2 separate regions of the Oryctolagus cuniculus genome follow, and region 2 is linked to region 1. The links are chromatin contacts, called in public Micro-C maps. All regions are on one chromosome and are shown on one strand. The core of a region is the stretch at or near the end of the contact, and the rest is flanking DNA. Distances in the headings are between cores, read along the strand shown.

The links. Hi-C and Micro-C count contacts between places; a contact is called where the count stands out from the background.
Region 2: a Micro-C map of ear pinna shows a contact between it and region 1, with 4 times the contacts expected there. The contact joins the promoter of SLC44A1 here to the promoter of ABCA1 in region 1. A contact is called at or near these places in 2 of 6 Hi-C or Micro-C datasets (ear pinna and skin fibroblasts).

What each region holds. Positions count from the first base shown.
Region 1 is chr1:208,763,357-208,770,787 of mOryCun1.1, reverse strand. It overlaps ABCA1 (ATP binding cassette subfamily A member 1), which reads left to right and starts at 4,692. Exons shown (of 49, transcript XM_051855993.2): 1 at 4,692-5,019.
Region 2 is chr1:209,053,765-209,061,195 of mOryCun1.1, reverse strand. SLC44A1 (solute carrier family 44 member 1) reads right to left here and starts at 4,941. Exons shown (of 16, transcript XM_051855997.2): 1 at 4,762-4,941. The coding sequence starts at 4,797. It overlaps LOC138844917 (a long non-coding RNA gene), which reads left to right and starts at 4,289. Exons shown (of 2, transcript XR_011381339.1): 1 at 4,289-4,434; 2 at 5,460-5,855.

The DNA of each region.
Region 1 (7,431 bases), core at 3,443-5,942:
AGAATTAAAAGAGAACTAGATTTACTGAAACACAAAAGAAGAACTCATTTCAGGAAGGAAGGTGTGGTGGATAGAGTCACATATCAAATAGCCTGACGACTTAACAGAAGTCATCTGCAATACCAATTAAGAGGTCTTTCTGAGCTGGAGTAGTTTTCCTCTACATTGTTTGACATTAAAAATACTTAATGATTGGAAAAAGAAATCACCTCTTTCCTCCACATCCCACCGTGCCTCCCCATCCGGCCCCTGGATATGGACCAGGACAGATTCAGAGCTGTAGGGATGAAAACCTCATTGCAATAGTTTGAGAGTTAATGAAAAGGAGAGAGCAGAGATGAAATCTTCCTAACAATTTGGCCCTTAAGGGGACAGCTTGAAGGAAGGAGGGTTAGGAAGGTGACTTTAAAAGAGTGATATCTCAATCACCTAGAAATTCATCGAAGTTTATCTGAATCCAGGCTAGTACAGAAGGGATAATGGTTTTGAATCTTGCCTGCACGTCTATGGGAGTCCTTAATAAGAAAAAAGATCGGCCGGCGCCACGGCTCACTAGGCTAATATCCACCTAGGGGTGCCGGCACACCGGTTTCTAGCCCCGGTCAGGGTGCCGGATTCTGTCCCGGTTGCCCCTCTTCCAGGCCAGCTCTCTGCTGTGGCCCGGGAAGGCAGTGGAGGATGGCCCAAGTGCTTGGGCCCTGCACCCCATGGGAGACCAGGAGAAGCACCTGGCTCCTGCCTTCGGATCAGCGCGGTGCACCGGCCGCAGCGCACCAGCCGTGGCGGCCATTGGAGGGTGAACCAACGGCAAAGGGAAGACCTTTCTCTGTCTCTCTCTCTCTCACTGTCCACTCTGCCTGTCAAAAAAAAAAAAAAAATCACATTGTTCTAATTAAATTAAATTACACTGAGGGTCAGTGTGATCCTTGGTCTGCTCCACAAGTAATGGTATTCCTCGTTCTTTTTAATGTGACCATTGATTGCTTAATGATTTGTTTCTGTGTCTAGTTGTGTATTGGAATTAAGCTGATTCAAATTTCAACTGTAGGTCTTTTTTTATTCCTCCTCTTTGTTTGAAAGATGATATATCTATTTTTGAAAAAAAAATACGAGGTCTCCCATTTTCCAGATATTCTCTAAGATGACATCTATGAGATCTTTGTAATCATGACAAATTCAACTTGAAAAGTCATTTTAGAACACTTTCTTTTTTATTCTTAATTAACTTCCTGTAGCACTCTATTTTTTTAGTGTTTCCAAGAACCAAATAGTATGGGTACCAAGCAAAAACACATATATGGTGAAAATGTTTCATATTTTAACAATGTGTATATGTGCATTTATGCAGGCTGGTTAACAGATATAAGATCACTCTTCAAGCAAGACCTTTTAGGTCATCTCTAATTAAAAAACCCAATGGAATGATAAAATTGAGCTCTCTGTAGCTCCATGACCTTCAGCAACATCTCCAAGGCCACAGCTGCCTGAAGGTCGATTCTGTAATTAGAAGATGCCAGGGTCATCTCAGAATAGAACCTCAAGCCACCCAGGCTGCAGTTATGGAGTCAGTCTCTGCAGAGCAACAGCAGCAAGGAAGGGTCTTCCTGCTGATTTGGGAAGGATCACCTGGGGTAGGGGTTTGGGGTTAGCAGGAATCAAGAGACTGAGGAAGGGCTCCCTGAAGCATATCAACCTACAGAAGCAAGGGCTGGAGGGATAGTATCCATACTTGCAAGCTGCTTCTTCAAGGGGCAAGTCTCTTAAGCTCTAATTCTGGAATTCAGTACTTTTGTAATATGAAGCTATCACATTTGCAGCACATGGGCTTGATGTTAGCAGACTTGGGTCTCTGGGTAACTTAGCCTCCTTGTTGGATTGGCTTCTTGTAACAGTAAAGATCAGCAAGTTGGGGGAAATGGGCATGTTTGGCAAAGTAATTAATACGCTGCTTGGGGTACTTTCTTTTGATGGTAAAGTGCTTGGGTTCAAGCCCTATCTCTGCTTCTGATTCCATCTTCCTGCTAATGTAGCCTCTGGAAGGCAGCAGGTGATGACTCAAGTACTTGGGTCCCTGCCACCCACATGGGAGATCTGGATTGAGTTCTGGGCTCCTGGCTTTGCTCTGGCCTACCTTCGGCCATTGCAGGCATTTGGGGAATGAAGAGGTGAATGCAAGATCTCTGTCTTGGTCTCTGTCTCCCTGAATTTTAAATAAATAAAGGTAAGTAAGTAAAAGTTAAATGAAAAAGATCAACAAGATAAACATATGTCAAACATTAGTGTGTTCATGTGTTCAGTGTGAGGCAATGAGCAGATTCTTGATACTACAGATTATTCTTATACATAATCAGGTTTGGCCTTGGGGTCGCAGACTCCTGCATTTAGTCCATGGTTTTCATTTTCTTAAAGGGCTAACAACCTTCCTTCTCCAGCATCCTGTCTTTGTCTTACTTCCACAGGATATGTGGTCTCTCATTCCCCATTAGACTGATTTGGGTGGTGGGATTTTAAAATGCTGTAATAAGTGGGAGAAAGAGGAGGGGGGTGCTGAAGCCCAGAGAGACTTCAACTTGCCCTATAGACATGCTAGGAATAGTAACCCCTCCTAAAGCTTTCCTTTATTCACAAAGGCTCAGAGAGATTATTATTATTTTTTTATTTTAAATTTTTAAAAGATTTTATTTATTTATTTAAGAGGCAGAGTTACAGACAGTGGGAGGGAGAGAGAGAGAGAGAAAGGTCTTCTGTCCATTGGTTTACTCCCTAAATGGCCGCGACAGCCGGAGCTGCGCTGATCCGAAGCCAGGAGCCAGGAGCTTCTTCCCAGTCTCCCACGTCGGTGCAGGGGCCCAAGGACTTGGGCCATCTTCTACTGCTTTCCCAGGCCATAGCAGAGAGCTGGACTGGAAGTGGAGCAGCTGGGTCTCGAACTGGCGCCCACATGGGATGCCAACGCCGCAGGCGGAGGATTAACCTGCACCATGGCACCGACCCCAGAGAGAGATTATTTTTAACTCTTTCCTAATCCTGGACTTTCAAAACTTTATAGGCCATAGGTGACACCTGAAAATGACACCGATTTTCAGCTACTAGTACCCTCTCAGTCTATAGTGTCATTCCTCCAAGGAGTTTGAAGATGTCAACAAACTTCATTTTCAGAAAATCCCTGTGAGGCTAAAGAGAGCAATTACATTCTCTCTACAGAGGAAGAAACTGAGGCAGAGAGACTTCATCTACATGGCAAATCCTGTGGTTGGGTCAAGTCTGACCCTGGGACCCAAGGACTGAGGCAAGACGGATCCCTCCCCTATGCCCTGGGCTTTGGAAGGCTTGGGTGTGACCACTCCTCAAATGCTACTCCTTCTTGGCAAGGGAAGGCATCCATGGGGATAAGGGACTGTGCCACCCAGGATCGTGAGGACCCGGGGCCCTAGAATTCTTGCCCCAAGATCCTTGTGTGCAGTCGCAGGGTCTGCTGGGGCCTATTTTCTGTCCTCGAATGTTCACAGAACCATGGACTTGGGCCTCTGTGCTTGAATTGTGGTCCAGAGGTACGAGTGCCTGTGGAGTTGAGGGGGCACAAGCAGGGTGTGTGTGTGTGTGTGTGTGTGTGTGTGTGTGTGTTGGGGGGTGTGTGTCCACAGGCAGGCAGCGGGGGTTCTGTGAGATGCTGGAGCAGAGCGGGGCTGGGGGCAGCTGTCCCTCTCCACCACATTCTTGCCAAAATCAGGTCAAACCGTGAGCAGTCTAAATGTGAACCTGCCCTTCAAGGTTGCCCGACAAAGGCGTCTTTGTCAAGGTAAGAGATGTTTATTTTACCGTCCCTTGTCTGGATTTAGGACCTAAATATTTAGACAGATGGTATGTGGGCCTCCGCGTGCCCTCTTGTCTCTGCCCCTCGCACGTTTTTGGGTGCTCTTGCTCCTGACTGCCAAAAAGCCCAAGGGAGCATTGGAAAACCGGAGAGGTTATATAATTTCACACAACCGCGATTCTCGAGCTGCACTCGGCAAATACAGACGAGCTTACCTACGAGCCCTGAGTATTTATCACGGGGGCTCTGACCAGTCACAGGAAAATAAAAAGCAGGCTGCTCCACACTGTTCCATCCCCCCAGCCCTCCGTCTCTACTTAGGAAGAGGTGGAGCAAGACGCTCTTCAGGCTTCCCCGGAGGGCTCTGGGGTGCCGGGGCTGGGGGTCTCCCAGGGAAAACCAAAGGCAAGGTTTGTGTTGGAAAACAAAAGCAGCCAGTCATTCCTACTCCATTTAGGTCGCTGAAAGCAAAGACTACAGGGCTGGCGTCCCGAGGGGTTCCAGCCCGGAGCTCCCTCTCTCCCAATCCCAGCGACTGAGGAAACGAACAAAGCGGGGGCGGGGGGTGGGGGGGGGAAGGCGGAAAACTCAAGTTTTGAGGAAACCGTTCCCGCCGGCGCTGTTGGCTGCCCGGAACTCAGAGGAGTCTCGGGTGCAGCCCCAGACCCGCGTCTTCCACTAGCCCTGGGTTGGCTGGCCCGGGGAGGGGCAAGGGGCGCGGACAGCCCACCCCCGGACCCCACGAAACCGGCCGTGCAGGCGGCGCCCTCCGCCCTCCGCCCCGGGCCGGACGTCGCCCGTTTAAGGGGCGGGCCGCGGCTCCACGTGCTGGCTGCTGAGTGACTGCACTACATAAACAGAGGCCGGGCCGGGGGGCGGGGAGGAGGGAGAGAACAGGCTTTGACCGATAGTAACCCCGGCGCCCGGCACAGCCGAATCTATAAAAGGAACTAGTCGCGGCAAAAAACAGTAATTCCGACGGAGAGTGAGTGCGGCCGGGACCGGCCCAGCCGCGCCGACACCCCTCTCCCCAAGCGCGGGCGGACAGGGCAGGGGGCGCCCCAGGACCCCCGCAGCCAGGGCCTATTGCTTCCTGCGCTTTGCTCCCTAATTTTTTTTTTTGCCCCCTCTTCTTTTCCTCCCCTTCTCCGGAAGGGTTTGTCACGGGGTTGGGGGAAAGAGGCGCAAACAAAAGTGGAAAGCAGGTAAGAGACTTTCCAGTGACTTGGGTGTTATTGTGTGGGGAAGCGGTGGGATTCGGGGACTTTCGTCCGGACCCCGACATTCCCACCGTTTGCGATGCGAATAGAGTGGGGCGGCGTAAATGGGAAAAGGTGTCTGAAGACGAGACCGGCCACCCTAGGACCCGGCGCTTGCTGCGCTTGGGGCTCGCGCGGCGGCCGTGGAGCCCGGGCATCATCTCCGGGCTTGGAGACCCAGGAGCGGTACCTGCGGCGCCGCGGGGCGGGGGTTCTTGCGCGTACTCGGGGCGCCGCTGCTCCGGTCGGGAGAGGCGCGGGTCCTGCACCGAGCGCTTCTCTTTGTTCCGGAGCGCCTGAGCCCAATGCAAACCCCTCTGGCCGCGGGTCTGCCAGCGCCCACCGGGACCTGTGCTAGCTCCGAAGCCCCACTCAGCTTGGGCTGAGTTAGGCTCGGACCTGGGGTTTGACTCCGTGCGCCCGGGGACTGGAGCTGCGCCTGCTTGTCCCCCAAGAACGCGTGTAGGAGGTGTCCCAAACAGGGTCCATTGTGCTATTGCTCGCTTGAGGCCTTGGGGGTTTTGTTTGACTTGGGGATGGCTTGTCTGCCGTCTTCCTGCGTTCCGTGGGGCTGGTGTCCTTGGCGCATGGGGGGGGGGGGGAGGGATGAGTTTTGTACCTTTTAAACGCAAGACTTCGGGAGAGCTCGCGGAAACTTGGAGCTGGGGTGCCCATTCCTTCCTCCCCGCTCTGCCCTATCTCCCTGGCCTTTGTTGCTCGTGTCGTGGGGGGCAGCTTCAGGCAGGGCACGGATGGGGAAGCCGGGCAGAGGTGGTGCAGCAGAATGACCGCGAGTAACCCCGGCGGGCGGCGCAGAACTTGCAGCTTGGCGGCTGAGCTAGGCTGTGCTGTGCGGGTGGGGGAGCTGGGCGCCGGCTGCGGGAGGCCCCCAGAGACTGACCCGCAGCGCCTCCTGGCTGGGTGGCCTAGGAATCGGCCTGTGGTGGAGTAGGACAAGACTCCACGGGGCGTTGGCGCCCGCGGGCTCCTTGATCGTGAATCCCGGTGCAGACCGGGAGGAACCTTGGGGGTTGAGGTGAAAGAAAGGCCGTCTGTTTTTTGTTTTATTTATTAGCCTTCTTTCTGACTCCAGAGCATTGCCAAATCAGAGAAGGTTCTAGGGGCATCAGCCCGTGGCCGGATTTTGTGTAGGTGCATCTCTTTTTCAGGAATTACCAGAAGCAGGAGAGAAGATGAAAAATGAAGACAGAATAATAAAGTGTTTGGCACTAGAAGTAATTGCCTTTCCTTTTGTGCGGGCATTGATCCCATCAGCTTTTAAAACCCAAGACTTTTCAGTGACACCTCAGAAAGGAAGTGAGTGGTGTAAACATTCATAAAATCAAGGACAGATTTGATATTTTAAACAACTTATCTGGTGGTGAAAATCAGCAAGTAACTTTTTCTGTATGTTCCAAGCCCCACTCCCATAAAGAACAACTGACAACAATAGCTTGGAACCCAGATCCAAGTTTTGATTTTAGACAAAACTTATAAACTAAAGGGGCCAGCACTGAGGCGTAGTGGGTAAAGCCACTGCCTGCCGTGTGGGCATCCCATATGAGTGCCAGTTCAATTCCTGGCTGCTCCACTTCAGATCCAGCTCTCTGCTATGGCCTGGGAAGCAGTAGAAGATGGCCCAAGTCCTCGGGCCCCTGCACCCGCGTGAGAGAGCCAGAGGAGGCTCCTGGCTCCTGGCTTCAGATCAGCGCAGCTCTGGCCGTTGAGGCCAATTGGGGAGTGAACCAGCTGATGGAAGACCTCTCTCTCTCTCTCTCTCTGTAACTCTGCCTTTCAAATAAAGAATAAAGGAGAGAAAAGTGAACCTATCACATCTTCTTAAAAAAAAATCAGCTAAAATAATACTTTCTCATCTCTTATATTTCAACCTATTAACACAAAAGTGATGGGGGCTTCCTGTTATTCTCATTCTTACCAGAAACTTCCAAAGCACAGAAAGCATGGGAGCATGGAGAATATTCCCAAGGAGACTCTCTTCAGACAGGATAATTGTTCAAGTACACAGTTTTGGTGTGAGCCTGTTCCCCAAGTGCTCTCATAAACCATTAAAATAATTTGTGATAGGGATTTTTGGGAAAACATTAGCTATACAGAACAAAACAGTATCTATTGGAGAATAAGCAGTAGGACCATAGGGATGAGGGGATGGAGACTCCAGCCTTCGTGATGACCACAGTCTAAATGGGCAAGAATTGCTACTGTAGTGTAGTGAGTCACTCATGAGTTTCTTTGCAGGTGCAGCCTGGTGTTGCAGAGTGACAGATCTGTGACTGTGACACCTGTGGTGTGGGTGTCTTCCCTGCAGAGGAGCACTGGAAATCTGCATGCTTACGAGCA
Region 2 (7,431 bases), core at 3,692-6,191, 290 kb before region 1:
TAAGATGGTAACTGTAAGAAAACTGTGGCATAAAATTTAACTCAGTAATACTTTAATGCCAATATTTTATTGAATGGACCTTTTCTAAAGAAAGTGAGCTAATTTAAGATTGTGGGGCAGGAGGGTAGGGGTGGGAGTACTGCGGTGCAGCAGGTTAAGCCACTGCTTAGGAGCCTCCCATCCCATATTGGAGGGCCAATTCAAGACCCTCCTACTCTGCTCCTGATCAAGCTTCTTGGGCTCATGGCCCAAGAACTTGGGTTCCTGCCACCCATATGGGATACCCTGATGGAGTTACAGGCTCCTGGCTTCAGTGTGACACACGCTGAGCTGTTGCAGGCCTATGGGAAATGAATTAACAGATTGAAGATCTTTCTTTCCTTTCCTTTTTCTTCTCTCTCTCTCTCTCTCTCTCCCCACCCTTGTCCTTGTGTCACTCTTACTTCAAATAAATTAATAAATCTTTAAAAAAATATATTTAGGAACCACACATGTGAACATCAAAAGAGACGCAGAGTGCAGATTCAGAAGACCTGAGCTGAAGTTTGCATCTAAGCAGCTCTGTAACTTCAGCCAAGTTTCTTAACCTCCGATATTCAAATGTAAAATGGAAGGAAAATCAGATTTATTTAATGTAGATTAAAATATGAAAATGACTGTAAAAACTGCTATACAAAGTGTACTGACATTTCTACATTATTTTCCAGCCAATTTGGACATTAGCTTTTGATTTACATATTTTGAAGAGTGGCTCATCTATGCCAACAGCATAGTTTACAGAAGAAATAACGATCATCTTCATGCCATGACTTTTTACTGCAGCTATTGACGGCAAGTTTACTTTGCAGGTCACATTTTAATTGAACAACTTAGTCCCTGTGGGTAGTTCCCACTACATTCTTCAAATTTCGTTTTTACCACTCAACTTCAAATAACACAAAGCAGATATAGACTACAGTATCATTAAAATTCTGTGATGGCACAGTTCATGGACTAGCCAGTATTCGTGAACCACTTCTGATTGTTTCTCATGACTCTCAAAACAAACCACAAAAACTAGGGAAACACAGCTACTTAGCCAGCTCTCAATAGAAGATCATGGAACACAACAGTGGACAAGTCTCCTAAAATCAGACATAAAAGGGGGCAGTTTGTTCAACCACGAAGATTCTCCTCAATCCCCTTCACAATTTCTAAGGTTACAACTGAAGGACACAGAACTCCAGGGCACTTGCAGAATCTCCTGGCCTCCAAAGCACCACTGTGAGAAATAATGATCTAGCCATTAACGACAAAGACTTACGGCAATTTGCTAAGTAATCTTTCAGGAGCTTCCTGAATTTAAACTGGTTTGTCGATGGAAAAGAACATTTAATAAATCTGAAGATTTACAAGTGAACTTTGAAGTTTAACATTACAAGAATAGAAATTATGCCAGGTTATAACCAAACACACGAATTACGGAGGGATGGGAATAAATTTTAAGAGTCTTAGGGAGGATTAGTGCTGTAAAAAGTAACTCAAGACTATCTTACTTTTATATTCCCTTCAAAAAGACTTTAGGCAAAGGCTCTCATGTATTGGCTTGTTTTGAGCAATTACTACTAGTATCAGTAAATAACTTATAATGGTCACTAATTAAAAAAAAATAATTAAGAGTTAAGACCTGCCTCACTAGATGCTCATTCTGAGATTCTTACATGTACATACCTGATACAGCACAAATTGCTTTGCCAATAACTCCTCCTTCACAATGAAATACTAGCAGGGAATGACACTTTTCCCTCATCTAAATCCTAAAGCAGGATAATTATTTTGATGGGAAATCATGATATCCAGACACTGCCAAGAAAATGAAATTAACACCAGGACAGGTTACAAAAGATAAAAGTTTAGAAGTCTACAACACAGCAAGAGACTTTAAGTGAAAATACATTTTATTCCAAAAGTCACTCCCTAGTTTATTTACATGGATAAAACCTGCCAGGCTTTATATTTGCTGCCGACACTGCTGGGAAAAGCTAGGCTGGACTGCAGATTTCCTTGAAGTATGTTGTGATGTGCTATGCAGGTTCTCATTAGAGTTTGCAGACAAGCTCTTTTAAAGGTGTGACAGCCCCCACTCCACCTAACATAGACACATTGAGCCAGGCATCAGGAGAAAGGGAAAAACCTACTCAACTTTGCAAGCTGATGGTACCATGGATAGAATAGGAATGATGTGGGAAAGGCAGGTAAATGTTAACTTAAAGCAGTTCCAGTTTGGGTTTCAAAGAGGATGACTTAGTGAGATTCACCTAACAGTCTATGGAAAAGAAACAGTAGATTCACATTCAATGTCACTTGCCAGCCAAATGTTCTAAACAGCATTGATTTTATTCAGTGACTATTACTGATCAATTATTATGTACAAAGTGCAGTGAGGCATTGTAGTATATACAAAGATGAGGAAAACAAAAGGGGTCGCTATACTCAAGCAGCTTAAAATCCAGGAGACAAGGTTTGTGAAACACATACTGACTGAAAAGACATTTGAGGCCCCCAAGGCAGGCTCCACATGACCACAAGGCATGCATCTAGATTTAAAGTTACTCCCTCTTTTGTTTCTATACCACACAGACAGATACAATAGTATCTAAAATTGGTGTTGCTAGGAAAAGGGGCTTTAAAATGCCAGCAGACAGTAAAACTTCACAAATGAACAATGCCTAAAATCTCAAATAAGAAAAAAAAAAAAAAATGATGACCAGCCCTTTGGCAGAAAGCCTACTCTTCAATGCTCCACTGAGTACAAGTCCCTAAAGCTGAACTCAAAGGCATGTGACAGTTGCTGATTGGTTATAGGAATCCACGACAAAATAAATAAATAAATAAAAAGGCACCCCTTGGGTGCATGACAAGGGTCTTGTCTGTGGAACATGGTATGAAGGAAACTGGATAGGAGAGGAAGAAAAAAAGCAAAGAAAACATATGTGACAGCATTGTGAAAAGCAGGAGACCGACAAATGCTTTTTTCAGACACTACCTGTTATTAAAGCAGAGCTCTGCTGTGGCATCCATCCCTCCCAAATTTAATTATTCACGCACTGGAGAAGCCATCCATAAACTATCGATACTTTCCTATCTTAAAGGCATTTCACCACCAAAACAAGATGTAAAAAGTAACCCAATTCTGAAAGGTAAATATGAAATACACCTTTCTGGTGAAAATGAGACTTAACTAAATATTAGATGTACAGCACCCAAGTACATCCCTCCCCCTAGATTCAGAACCAACTGAAAGGTGAGTGTGATTCTGCACCTTTATATGTTAACAGGAAAACCTAGAGCAAGCCCCTGCTGCCTAAACCACCACATGCAGTTTTTCCTTGCGATTCCAACTGAATAGGAATATTTAACTAAGTAAACCAGCGAGGCTAAGAACTGGACAGACAGGAGGGAGATCTCACAAAACATAAAGGCCCTCCATTCATCTGCAATGCTAGTCATTTTCTAACAGATCTTGGATTTTCAGAACAAGTATGCAGGTTATTTAAAACTGAGTTATATATAGTCGGTGAGCAGCAGCAAAACACTTCTGGCATTATCACAGATGCTAGATCTCTGGAGGAATGTTCCCCCCAAACTAGCATTTTTCTTCACCCAAAACAACCAGCCTTTATTCCTAAAAACAAGAGCCCCTTTCTCCCCCTCAAAACAAACAGATCGCAGACCACAGTCAAATTCTACGCTAATGAAACTGTGGCGATGACATCGCAGGCGTTGTTAGAGCCTATTTTTCATACACCACCAGCACTCAGTTTGATGCAGTATTCCTGATGGCTTTTTATCGTATTTGTAAATACACTCACTAATCCAGTAAATTAGGTAATTTACAAACAGGTCCTCTCAGTTATTAGTGGCCAGCAGTCAAGTTCCATTACGTTTGATCCTTAGACAGTTGTCTATAAACATTTCCACCCAGGTTAAGGGCTCGGATCGCAAAGAGGGAAGGAGGCTGCCGAAATTTGGATGGGGGCAGGGTAGGAGCTGGGCGAAATCTCTGCATCCGAGCCCTCCGCGACAACATTCAGCCAGTGCCCACAGAAAAACTAAATTCGGCACCTCTTCCTCCTGTTACACTGGCAACAAAGAGGGAGTTTCCGCAACGCTCCCGTCACCCACCAGGTGCCCAATCTGCTCCCCAGCCCAGTGCCCGCGCTCCCGCAGGGGCCTCCGGTGCGAAGAGGCCGCGGTGCCCGGGGTCAAGGCACAAAGGGGGGATGGGACCGGGAAGCGGGCCGGGGCAGGGCTCCGGGACCCTGGAGTACTTGAACCCGGCCGGGGGCGGCTGGCAGGAGGGAAGGGACAACATATACGATGGAGCAGAAACTGGAACCCGGAGGGAACGCGCCCAAGCTGGGGGTGCACAGAAAAGAGTCAGCGGAGGGCGAGGTGGGAAGGGGAGCAGGGCCCGGGGGACAGGGAAGCGCTGCCCTCTGGGGCGGAGAGGAGGCGCCCGCGTCGCCTCTACCTGCGGCGAGCGGGACGCGCCGCTCAGGTGTGCCTGGGAGGCCAAGTCGGGAAGGGGCCGGAGATGCAGAGGGCGCGCGCGGGGGGCCCGGCGGGGGCGCCTGAAGGCGGGAGAGCCGGGATGGGGGTCTCGGGAGCGCACGGGGCGCTGAGGGCAGCCGGGGCAGCAAGAAGCGTCGGGCGCCCGACAGCGAGGCGCAGCGCGGGGGAGGCATCCGGGCGGGCGGCCGGGAGGCGGGCGCCCCTCACCTGCGCGGCGGAGGAGGCGGAGCTGCAGCAGCCCATGGCGGGGCCGGGGGAGCCCGGAGGCGGCGCCGGGCGCAGCTACGCCCCGGAGCCCCTCGGCATGCGAGCCGGCGGGCGCCCGGGGAGGGCGCGGCCTGGCCCCGCACGGCTTGACGGTTTGGCGGCGGCGGCGGGCACTCAGGAGGCGGCGCGGCTCGGGGCAGGCGCCGGCCACATCCCCCGGCGGCGGCGGCTGCGCGGCTCCTGCTCCGCTCCTGCTGCTGCAGCTGCTTCCCAGCGGAAAGGGGCGGGCGGCGGCGGCGGCGGCGGCGCCTCCCCCTGTCCCCCGCCTCCCGCCTCCCGCGCCCAGTCCCTCTCCCGCTCCCTCTCCCGGGCCGCCGCCTCCTCAGCGCCGCGCGCGTCTCCCATCAGACTCCCCGCCCCCAGTGCAGCGCCGCGCGGGCGGCAGGGCGGCGGCAGCCAGCACGAGGCCGGACCCTTGGGCGCGCGTCGGAGCCTGCGCGGCGCCGGGCCCATTTCGCGGTGGCACCGAGGCTGAGGATTGCCTCGGGGCGAGAGGGCGTCTGGGGCTGAGGCGCCCAAGGACCGGGCAGGCTCGCTGCCGAAATGGGGCCGGGTTGCTTCCGGACCGTGGAGGCACACGGAGCTTCTCCTTCTCCCCTGGTGAATACACAGCTGGGAAACTTGATGGTCTCTTGCAGCGTTGTTGGCTGCTTTTGTATCCAGAGGAACGCGTCCAGCATAAACCTGCCCTGGAGAAGGAATGGGTGATAGAGGAACAGAAACAAGCATTCGTTGCCATTGCCCCATTTTGCCGATGTGAAAACTGAACCTTCAAGGGGACAAGAGTTAAATGAAACGCACTCAAGTTTGAAATTGAAATGAAGAACCAACCGGAAATGGGGAAAAAAGCCAAAAAGTTTTCCAGGCTCTAGAGTCAAAAGAGTATGGAGTGTGAACTAAGCTTTCTTATACAGGAGCGTTCACAAAACCCAGTAAGTGGGTTCATTCATTTCATTCATACTAAAAATGTTTACTGAGAAGATACTAAGTTCCAGTAACTTAAAAGCAATGAGAATAAAGAGGTGAAAACAAAAGTTCCTGCTGTCTTCCCTGAAGCTACTAGACATGGCCACTACCTAAAAAAATGTTCCATCCCCCAAAGCATCCCTAGAAACGCCGTGCGAGGCTGGCTTTTGGCCCAGTGGTTCAGAGTCGCTTCGGACACACGCGTCCCATGTCTAGGTTGGAGTCTTGGCTCTGCTCCTGATTCCAGTCCCTAGGAGGCAGCAGGTGTTGGCCCAAATACTTGGGTCTTTGACAGTCCTGTGGGAGACCTGGGTTGAGTGAGTTCCTGACCCCTGGCTGCGCCTGGCCCAACCCCAGCTGTTGCAGGCATTTGGGGATTGAAGCAGTTGATGGAAAGTCTGTTTGTGTTTGTCTCTCTGCCTTTTGAATAAAAAGATGAAAATAAATAAATTCTTAAAGAAGTAGTATGAGATGAGAACAGTTTAAAGGTGGCAGGAAAGAAACTGAAAGAGGCTGTTTAATATTAACAGAACTGCATCCCAAAGACCATTATAAGCAGCTTCGTGTCTCATTTCATCTTGCCAAAAATGTCTGAAAGATACAACGGTTAGAAAAGAAAAGAAACGATTTGTAAAGATGCAAGGGAGTGAGACTCTGGAATGAGCAACTGGCCAAATAAAAGCTAGCAAGTTGTAGAGACTACTCAGCCTCGAAGGTCAAGAAAAATCACAAGAGTTGACTTCATGGGCATTGAAAGGGAATCTAAGCAAAGCCAGGTTGGGATGCGAGCCTGAGGTCAATCAGAGAAAAGGCCAGGAGAGAATTCCTAGTTGGTGGGCACCAAGACCATTTCCTGGGTCTGTGGACTGCGAATGAGTGACTTCTCTAAACCTCCTTCTCCTCCCCTTTGAAATGCTGGTAACAAGGATAACTGCAGCGGGTTGTTGTCCAGATTAGATTGGTAAGGGCACAGCTGGAAGGTCAGGAAGCACTCTAGTACCACTTGGAGAGCGTCCGTTCTTTTGCACTCTGCCTGTCTCCCAGTAGGATCAGAGGGCCCCCCATACCACAGGGCTGAGGAGTCCTAAGTGTTTTGCTGGTGACCATCAGGCCGTTAAATAGAAGTGAAGAAATAAAAATGTAATGGCTGTGGTTCACAAGTAGATTATAAACTCCCTGAGAACAAGGGAAAGTATTTTCTCTTTTGTATCTCCCTCAGCTCTCTCAACTGTTTGTTGAATTATTCAATGCATCCAGGAATAAAAATCCTTCCCTTGAGATTTCCTCTCAAAGCCAGAAAAGTACATCTTGTTTTTAACTGAGGGAGGAGGCTGAAAGTAAAATTACAGTCTTAAACAAGAAGCCATCTGTCTTCCTTTTTTATAATCAAGGAAAGGGGAGCTGTTTCTCTTAGCAGAGTCAGTATGGAAGCATCTCTCCCAGATTATAAAAATCTTTTTGGTGAGTGCAGTTGTCCACGTAGTAGCTAGTGCTTATTTTGTAATTAGAACTGTAGAAGCAGATAAATCCGGAACAGACTGCTTCATAAAAATGTAGTTTACTTTTTGGGAGCTCTCTTTCCTAGACATGGATGATGGGTGCATATCCTTGAAAGGGGACACATTTCACTGTGCTTGACAGATC